3 separate regions of the Sus scrofa genome follow, and all the other regions are linked to region 1. Evidence: chromatin contacts called from public Hi-C data. All regions are on one chromosome and are shown on one strand. Each heading gives the region's core, a stretch centred on a gene start, on an enhancer-like site or on the middle of the called end of the contact. The rest is flanking DNA. Distances are from core to core; before and after follow the strand shown. Region 1 holds the start of IQGAP1 (ras GTPase-activating-like protein IQGAP1). Region 2 overlaps IQGAP1 (ras GTPase-activating-like protein IQGAP1). Region 3 holds the start of ZNF774 (zinc finger protein 774).

Region 1 (2,540 bases), core at 21-2,520:
CCCCTACCACTGTGCACTCCACACCGCTCAGTTCCCAACCCGCACAGGGCTCTTCTGCTCGTCAATACCTTAGTTCACACTCTTCCTCTTCAGGTCACGTCTCAGGCCCCACCCTGCCCTGTCAAAACGCACAGCATCCTGCAGGGCTCTGTTCAAAAGTCCTCTCTGGGTTCCTCCTGCCTTCCCCAGGCCCCTCCCCCACCCCCACCTTATAGTGTAAGTCCAGCTGGTGCAGGGCATCTCTATCACTCCTTATTATCATTAGATAGTACACCTGCCTGTCTCTCTGATAAAAACATTCTTTCAAGGCAGGGTCTGGTCTTACTCATCTTTGTCACCAACGTGACACAATACCTCGTCGTATATAACTGTTGAGTGAAAGTATCTGAAAACACAACATTATTCATAGAATATAAAATAAAATCGAAAACCTCCAGACTCCAAAGGCCTCTCCTTTGCCCAGTGGTAACTAATCCGCCCGCAGTTCAGTGGGACAGGTACAGAAAATGAGGTTCGGAAAATGAGGAAGTCGGAGGTTTGGGGTTTTTTCCCCTCCACTTTTGAAATCCTGCAGAGGGATCCCGAGAAAGCTGAAGTGACCTGCCCAAGACCGCACCTTTCAGCTAGCCTGGGGCCGGGCAGGTCTGGACCCTGAGTCTACCTCGCAGGCAGCACTCGGGCAGCACCTTCTCACTACGCCCGTGCAGAGCCCGCGTCTCCGGTCCCTGGGACACGCCCTGCCCCGTCCTCCTGCCACCTCACCCTAGGCCGTCTCCCCAATCTTGGCCAAGCTGAGTAGCGGGAGGCGCTGGGTGGGGCCCTCCAGCCGCAGCGCCCGGGAGAAGGCGGGGAGGTCGCCTGGGTCCCCCCCGCCGCCGCCTCGGAGACCGAGGGGGCGCGGGTTAGGGTCCTTGCCGTCCGCCACCCCGCGACACCGGCTCTTCCGGGTACGCGCGGCCCACAGCCACCCTGCCCCACCCGCCCAGCGAGCCCCCGGGTAAACGGCGCCTCGGAAGCAGCGAGCCCGGCCCCGAGACCCCCGCGCTGCGGAGCCCGCACTCACAGCCATAGTGTGGCCGAGCCACGCCCAGTCCGTCAACTTCGTCCGTGGCGGACATGGCGGCCGAGCCCGGGTCTCTGCTCAGGAAGCAGCAAAACCTTGGAGGCGAGGGCGGCGGCGGCTGCTGCTCCTGCACAGTGCGCGGGCTGCCCTGGTCCCGCAGGCCCCGCCCCACGCCACCGGCCCCACCCGAAGGCCACGCCCCACACCGCCGGCCCCACCCGCAGGCCCCGCCCCAGCGGCCCCGCCTTGCCGCGCTGACCAGAGTGAGCGAAAGGAGGCGGGGCCTGACCCTCCCAACGCCTCCACTAGCCCCCGCCCTGCGCCCGCTACGCCCTCAAGAGGCGGAAGGAAGAAGGTGGAGCCTGCCCGCCAATCTTGCTGTCAGCTCCGCTCCACTGACAAGGCCCCGACCCGTTCTGGATCCCTGCCCTCGCCGGCCGCCGCCCCAACCGCACCTCCTACAAAAAGGCCACCAGTGTCGGTAGCTTGAAATAAAAAATGTGGGCACCCTCCTTCTCCTGCTTGCCTAGCCAAACTCTTCTGCACCCGAGTGCTCAGGGAAGGCCTCCTTTGAAGTGGCTCAGCGTGTTGTTGTGAACAGAGGCAAGACCCAAACTGCCTTAAGGGGCTGCACAGTCTGGCAGTCTGACTCAGTCTTCTCCCAGATTCGCCAGCAGTCGCCAGATTTGAACTGCTTAACTCCCCTAAGTATTTGAGAAGTGGATGCTAGAGCAGGAGAATTGTCCAGACTTCCTTCCCTTAGTTTCCTTGCCACTATTCTTTGCAAGTTCTTTTTAGGGCACTCTTTGCCTCTTTTAGGGATGCCTCTTCCCTTGCAACTTGTGGCCTGCCCTGAAAATATTGGAATTCAACGGAATTTTGTGCTCAGCCCTCTTCTGTTTTTTCTTTGCCCGCTTTATCCACGCTCACCTTAAAATGCTAAGGAACTCTAAATGTAATTCTCAGACCAGACTTTCTAGAAGCCCTGGCTCATCGTTTTCCGCTGTGTAATGGACATTTTAACCTGTGAAGCCCACGAACATTTTAAACGTGTCAAACACTGACCCTCCTCCTGTTAAAATCTGTTAATGGTGCTCAGTTCTCAGTCGAAACTTCGCGCTTGGTTCACGCCCTACAGGCAATCGGTATTTTTTTCTGAAGTGTCTTGATTTTGTCTCCATCACTACTGTGATTACATTGTTTAGATTGTCATCACCTCTGTTTTCCCTCATGCCAACCAACTCCCTGTTCTTTCTAAAGTGCAAACACGGCCGTGTTCCTCCATTTTATAGTCTTTTGCTAATACTCCCTTCAGGATGTGGTCCAACTTCCTTAGCATGCCAAATAAGCTACTTCACAACCTGGCCCCGGGCTTTTTGCTCAAGCAATTTTTAGTTTATCCACTCTTCCTTCAAAATATTAAAGTGAGATACTTGAAAACCTATGAAAACAAAATACCCTCATTGAAAAACAGGCA
Region 2 (2,540 bases), core at 23-2,522, 62 kb before region 1:
AGTATTTCAGGGGACACCAGCTGAGAGGACTCTTACTTCTCTGATACTGCTGGGCAGCAATGTTTCCAGCATCCACTCCGGACTGTAGCTCCTCTTTTTGCAGGGGCTCGGCCTGGCCGCTCTGAGAAAAGCAAAAGACATTTAGGTAAAGATGACTCCTGCCCATGTGCCTCCAGACCTCACAGTGCTCGCTTCTCAGGAGCAGTCACTAGCGACAGAGAGCCACAGGCACAGCGATGGCTTCAGGCGATAGGCAGCCAAAGCGGCAGCCCGAGCTGGAGCCAAATGCCTGTGTCAGATCTGGGGTAGAGTGACTCTCCAGGTACCAGCACATTTTAAAAAATATTTTGTAAAAAGCATCAAAATGTTCTGAGATAAAATGTTTATAAGAAACATCAGCACATTAATGCTGCTTATTCTGGCCAATGCTAGCAATCTGTAAGATGTATACTTGTCCTTATTTAGAAAATGACCAAAAAAAAAAAAAAAAAAAAAAAAACACAGAGTACAATCCCACACAGTCTACTCTTACTGCACATTAAGTACTTTCTCAGTGTCGGCCTGAAGACACTAGTGAGGAAGTTTGTTTTTTTAAGTGGAAATTCCTGAAGTAAGAATGTAAAAATTCAGGTTTTCCCTAACGGCTTTTAGTTAGCAATTCAAGGGACCTCAAGTGAAGGGGTGGTCAGATTCAGAGGGTAGACAATACTCATTTTAAAAGAGAATTTACAACTCTAAAAACAAAAGAGCTGAAGTCAATGTATACTTTACCTGAGGATGTTAAACAACCTCATGTATATGCAGGGGAAAAAGTTAATCTAGGGGGAAAAAGCCCCGTAAAGATTTACACAGTAGCATGCGATGATTCAAACGGATATACATAAACCTTTGCAGGTGCAATGCAGGATACTTTTACCTCTCTCTTCTGCTGTCTGTCACTCAGGAGCTGCTTGAGGTACCAGTCACTGTTCTGCTGCTGCAGTCCTCGAAGGCCCAGAGCTGGGGACTGCAGAATTTTGAACAAGGCCAGTGCAGACCCCTGCTCCAAAGCCTGGTCTACATTTGCTAATGCAGCAATCACTAAGGAGGAAAAAAATCAAAAGCTTAAGAAAAAAACATGCTAATCTTTTAGCCTAGAATGTTTTTTCTTCCCCCAAACCAATCTCAGTTCTAGATTGGGGAAATATAATTCAGACAGCCTTTACTCTGGAGTGTTACAGAAGCATAAGACCTTGGGGTTGGAAGAGAACCTTGACGTCATCAAGTCCAGGGGTTCCCAGGGTGTTCAGATTTTAACAGGTTCTTGGACCACATCCCAGGCCTACTTAAAAGCTCCTAGATGCAGACAGTTTGGCACCAACACGGGTAGCAACATACAAGACACCAATGATACATGGGTAAATTCCTTCTAAAATGCCAAGTCATTGTCCAGGCTAAACCATTACACAGGAGAAGGTATTTCCCACAGCAACTCACTACATCTTTGGACAATTTTGTTTCCAAAATAAATATTGTTAAAGCTCTCACCCTTAGAGTTGCTACCTGAATACACCCAACTCCCCCTTTCCCTGTGACAGTCTACTCCTGACTAGAGAGCCCTAGTTCCTTCAGCTATTTCTTATACAGCATCATTCTGAATCCCTTCACTATCCTGGCACCTCCTGAACACCCTCTGCCCAAGGCAGTCCGTGCCCAGACAGCAAGGCTGGTCTGATCACGTAGAGTGGAAAGGGCTCTCTATGCCCCCTCAGTATTCTCCACTTCTAGTCACAGGACCTGAGGTCACACAAGGTCTCTTAATACATCATCTGACAGTAAAAATGCATACTTTCCTTCATCTGAAAATGATAATAATGATAACTTCCTCATAGGGTTGTTAAGATTAAACGAAATCATAGACATGAAAACACTCTGTATATTGTAAAATAACATACTGCTAAAGTTCTTCTCATTTCAGAAATGACAGCCACTGGAAAGTCATAATTATTGCTATTATTTTCAGTTTCTATTTTTAGAAGAGAAAATAATAGTTCTCCCTCCCACACTCCACCCAGGGATCAGCACCTGATTTTATCACCAAAGTAGCAAAACAAATCAATAACAGAATACTAAAAAAACCAAACTATTTGGGACACAGTAGTACAAATCAATTTAAAACGTTTTCATTGGTTAAAAAAATGAAGGAAGGGAGGGAGGAAGATGGATGGATTAATGTAAACTGTTAGAAAGAAAACAAAATATCCCAAGAGAAAATGAAGTGTCAAACTAGACAATGGGGAAGAGTAGAACAATAAATAACACCAAGAAGTAAAAGGATACAAAGATTAGATTTCTAAGAGACTATTCTCTTCTTCCCGACATTCTCCCCTATCATTTTACTCACTGATCACCACACGAAGGTGGTGAGCAGCTCCTTGAATCATGGCTGCAGGCTTCTGTGGCCATCAGCCAACTAACCAAGCATTTTTCAACATGGACCACACACCTGCTGCAGATGGAACTGTGTACAAAACAGACAGGTTTTCTCCCTCCTCAGGGAG
Region 3 (2,540 bases), core at 11-2,510, 35 kb after region 1:
ATTAAGTGAAATTCAATGAGGATAAGGACAAAACAAAATACTTGGGGGCTAAAAACAACCATTAACACACTAATAAAATGATCATAAGTATTATGAAAAAATTATTTGGGGGGAGATGGTCAGGTTACTGGACAAATCAGTAATTTATTGAGTAGCTAATATGTTGTAAGATTAGGGGTGACAAAGACATGTGATAATACTTGTTTGTTTTCCCACTTAAAAAAGAGTTTCCAATAGAAACAAATACAAGTCATCCAGCTGAACCTGCTACAAAGAATTCTGCATTTCAGTGGAGGATGGACCAGAATGGTATGAAGAAGTTTCACATCTTTGTCTCACCAAAGAACCTGGCTACTACTCGGGTACACACAAAACCACTTTTCATGGAAACATTTATGCATTTATTATTGGTCACTTATCAAGTACTGGATTTTTAACAACCTAAAAACCTTAGGTAATACCTTTCATCTCTCTGGCTTAAAACCTTAACAAATTAAAATAAAGTCATTAGGAAGTGAAAACTGTTATGAGTTTTGAAATTTTATTTCTATATCCATTATAAAACCCAACAGAAGGGCCCACCTGCAGGAGACAGCAGGATTGAGCGGGTGAGAGTTCTTAGCCAGAGCTAGAGAAACCCGATTTCCCACCCAGTCTCTTGCCCCTGCCCCCTTTTGAGAGTGACCTCAAGGACCTAGAGCTCGGAGGTGCGGTGACTAAGTGCCATTGTGAGAAGCACCAGTTTGTTCACTGGGTTTATTAATAGGAACATGACCACATGGGTAGGGCTGACACCCATTCTCCTCCCTCCGTGCTGCAGGCCCCAATCTGGGTGCAGCGGTCAGAGGGTCGCAAAACTAAGCTGAAACCAGGGGACCAGCCACAAGGAGCAAAAAATTAAGAGTATGAGCTCTCCAGATGCAGGCGGAGAAAACCGCGGCTACCTCTCCCCAGTCCTCAGCAAGACCCGCGGGCTCCGAAAGGCAACCGGGGGGATCCCGCAGGGGCGTTGGCGGGGCGGCGGGCAAGCCCTATCCACGTCCCTCAGCATCGCACGAGCGGCAGCCGCAGTGATCTCCTTCCCCGGCTCACTCACCACCCAGAGACCCAGCCGAGGATGGAGCACGAAGGGAGGGTCCTCCACCGCCAAGCCAAACTGGTCAGCAACGCCGTGGCGGTGCCGCCCAGAACCCGACCGGGACTCGTGACAGGGCTGTGGGGACACAGGTGGGACTCTGGGCTGGACAGCCAGCAGCCGGAAAACACCGCCCCTGTCCTTTTTCCATTGGCTTCTCGGTTTCTGGGACGAGAGGTATTCCTCGTCCATAGGCTGTTAGAGCTGTCAATCACAGCTGAGTCTTTTGGGAGACGTAGTCCCAAAGAACTGCGAGTACCGGGACGCCCAATTCCCTGCGGTGACAAGTGTTAACACCCAGTTCCCGAGCTGCCCGGCCGCTGGAACCGCCTCTTCAGAGCTAAGAAGGGGATCCAAAGACCGTACATCCAGAGAGGGATCTGAGATTCGAACCTCCGGGCCTCACCTGACTATCGCAGAGCAGCCTTGTACCAATTTCTGCATCGCCCGCGCTCTGGCACCTAGACCTTCCAGAGCGCGGAGCAGCTCGTCGATTCGGCCTTGCTGTGCAGCCTCCTCCGCCGGGTCCCTCTCTCCCCCTACCCCGCGGCGGCCATGGCCTGAATGGTGTCTGCCTCTTTACAAGTTCCAGGCCAACTCGGACTGGGCATAACAAACCCCATCAGGAACCGTTAGTGGAAAACAGACCATCAGCTTCCTTCTCTTAGCACAGTTGCCAGGCATATCCCCTTTCCATTGGTCAGTACACCTGTTAATGGCCAGAGGAGGCCAGCGAGAGTGTCAAGTATTCTAGGAAATGTGGTATTAGGTTCCAAACTGTGGAGACTCCTGGATCTCACCTGAGAGCCCGTATTCACTTTGAGGGGGTGGGGGATGTCTAGCCAATAATGGAAGACTTTCCTTACCATCAAAAAAATATGCCTGTCTACTCTGTTGATTTACTGCAATTTAAAAAAGGAAAGTATATTTTGTGATGGACTGTAAAAAGCTTAGAATTACCAGCCAATGGGCTAATGCGGAAGACTCTGATGCTAATTCAACCATTTCTTCAACAAACATGTATGGTGCATCTTCTAACGAATTTTCATCAGTAATGTTCTGTACTCAAGACTGTTCTGGCACTGTGGTTACCCACATGAATTCCACATGATTCTTGCTTTCATGACGTTCACAGTCCAACAGAGGAGATAATCTACAAAAGACTAAAATACGAAGTAATATTTTGTCTTTTCTCCTTTTGCTCATATAACCAGGGGCATCTTGGTTAGCATTTACTACATAATTTAGACATCTGCAAGATAACCACAACAGCAGTTTGGGGAATTCTGTCTCCTATAGACTAATATCTGGTTTTGCTTAGCAGGAAGAGCAAGGAACATCCAGAAAAGCTTGAGGTTTCCAGGCCTCATGTGACCAGAACATAGTTTAGCAGGCCCTAGGGAGT

What was found. Hi-C and Micro-C count contacts between places; a contact is called where the count stands out from the background.
Region 2: a contact with region 1 is called in a Hi-C map of embryonic fibroblasts, with 2.3 times the contacts expected there. The contact joins the enhancer-like site here to the promoter of IQGAP1 in region 1. A contact is called at or near these places in 5 of 47 Hi-C or Micro-C datasets (blood, embryonic fibroblasts, fetal heart ventricle and 2 more) and 1 of 2 datasets of contacts at active chromatin or transcription factors (alveolar macrophages).
Region 3: a contact with region 1 is called in a Hi-C map of embryonic fibroblasts, with 3 times the contacts expected there. The contact joins the promoter of ZNF774 here to the promoter of IQGAP1 in region 1. A contact is called at or near these places in 13 of 47 Hi-C or Micro-C datasets (alveolar macrophages, blood, embryonic fibroblasts and 7 more) and 2 of 2 datasets of contacts at active chromatin or transcription factors (alveolar macrophages and skeletal muscle).

What each region holds. Positions count from the first base shown.
Region 1 is chr7:53,019,209-53,021,748 of Sscrofa11.1, reverse strand. IQGAP1 (ras GTPase-activating-like protein IQGAP1) reads right to left here and starts at 1,270. Exons shown (of 38, transcript XM_021098910.1): 1 at 1,064-1,270. The coding sequence starts at 1,118.
Region 2 is chr7:53,080,848-53,083,387 of Sscrofa11.1, reverse strand. IQGAP1 (ras GTPase-activating-like protein IQGAP1) reads right to left here. Exons shown (of 38, transcript XM_021098910.1): 10 at 917-1,080; 11 at 37-121. Among named protein-coding and RNA genes, the nearest start is that of IQGAP1, 62 kb to the right of the region's middle. Within about 2 kb of position 1,272, at least 10 of the 83 cell types and tissues checked have an H3K27ac peak or open chromatin away from gene starts, as enhancers often do. A contact at or near this core is called in embryonic fibroblasts, where this site is marked.
Region 3 is chr7:52,984,389-52,986,928 of Sscrofa11.1, reverse strand. It overlaps ZNF774 (zinc finger protein 774), which reads right to left and starts at 1,260. Exons shown (of 4, transcript XM_021098908.1): 1 at 1,097-1,260.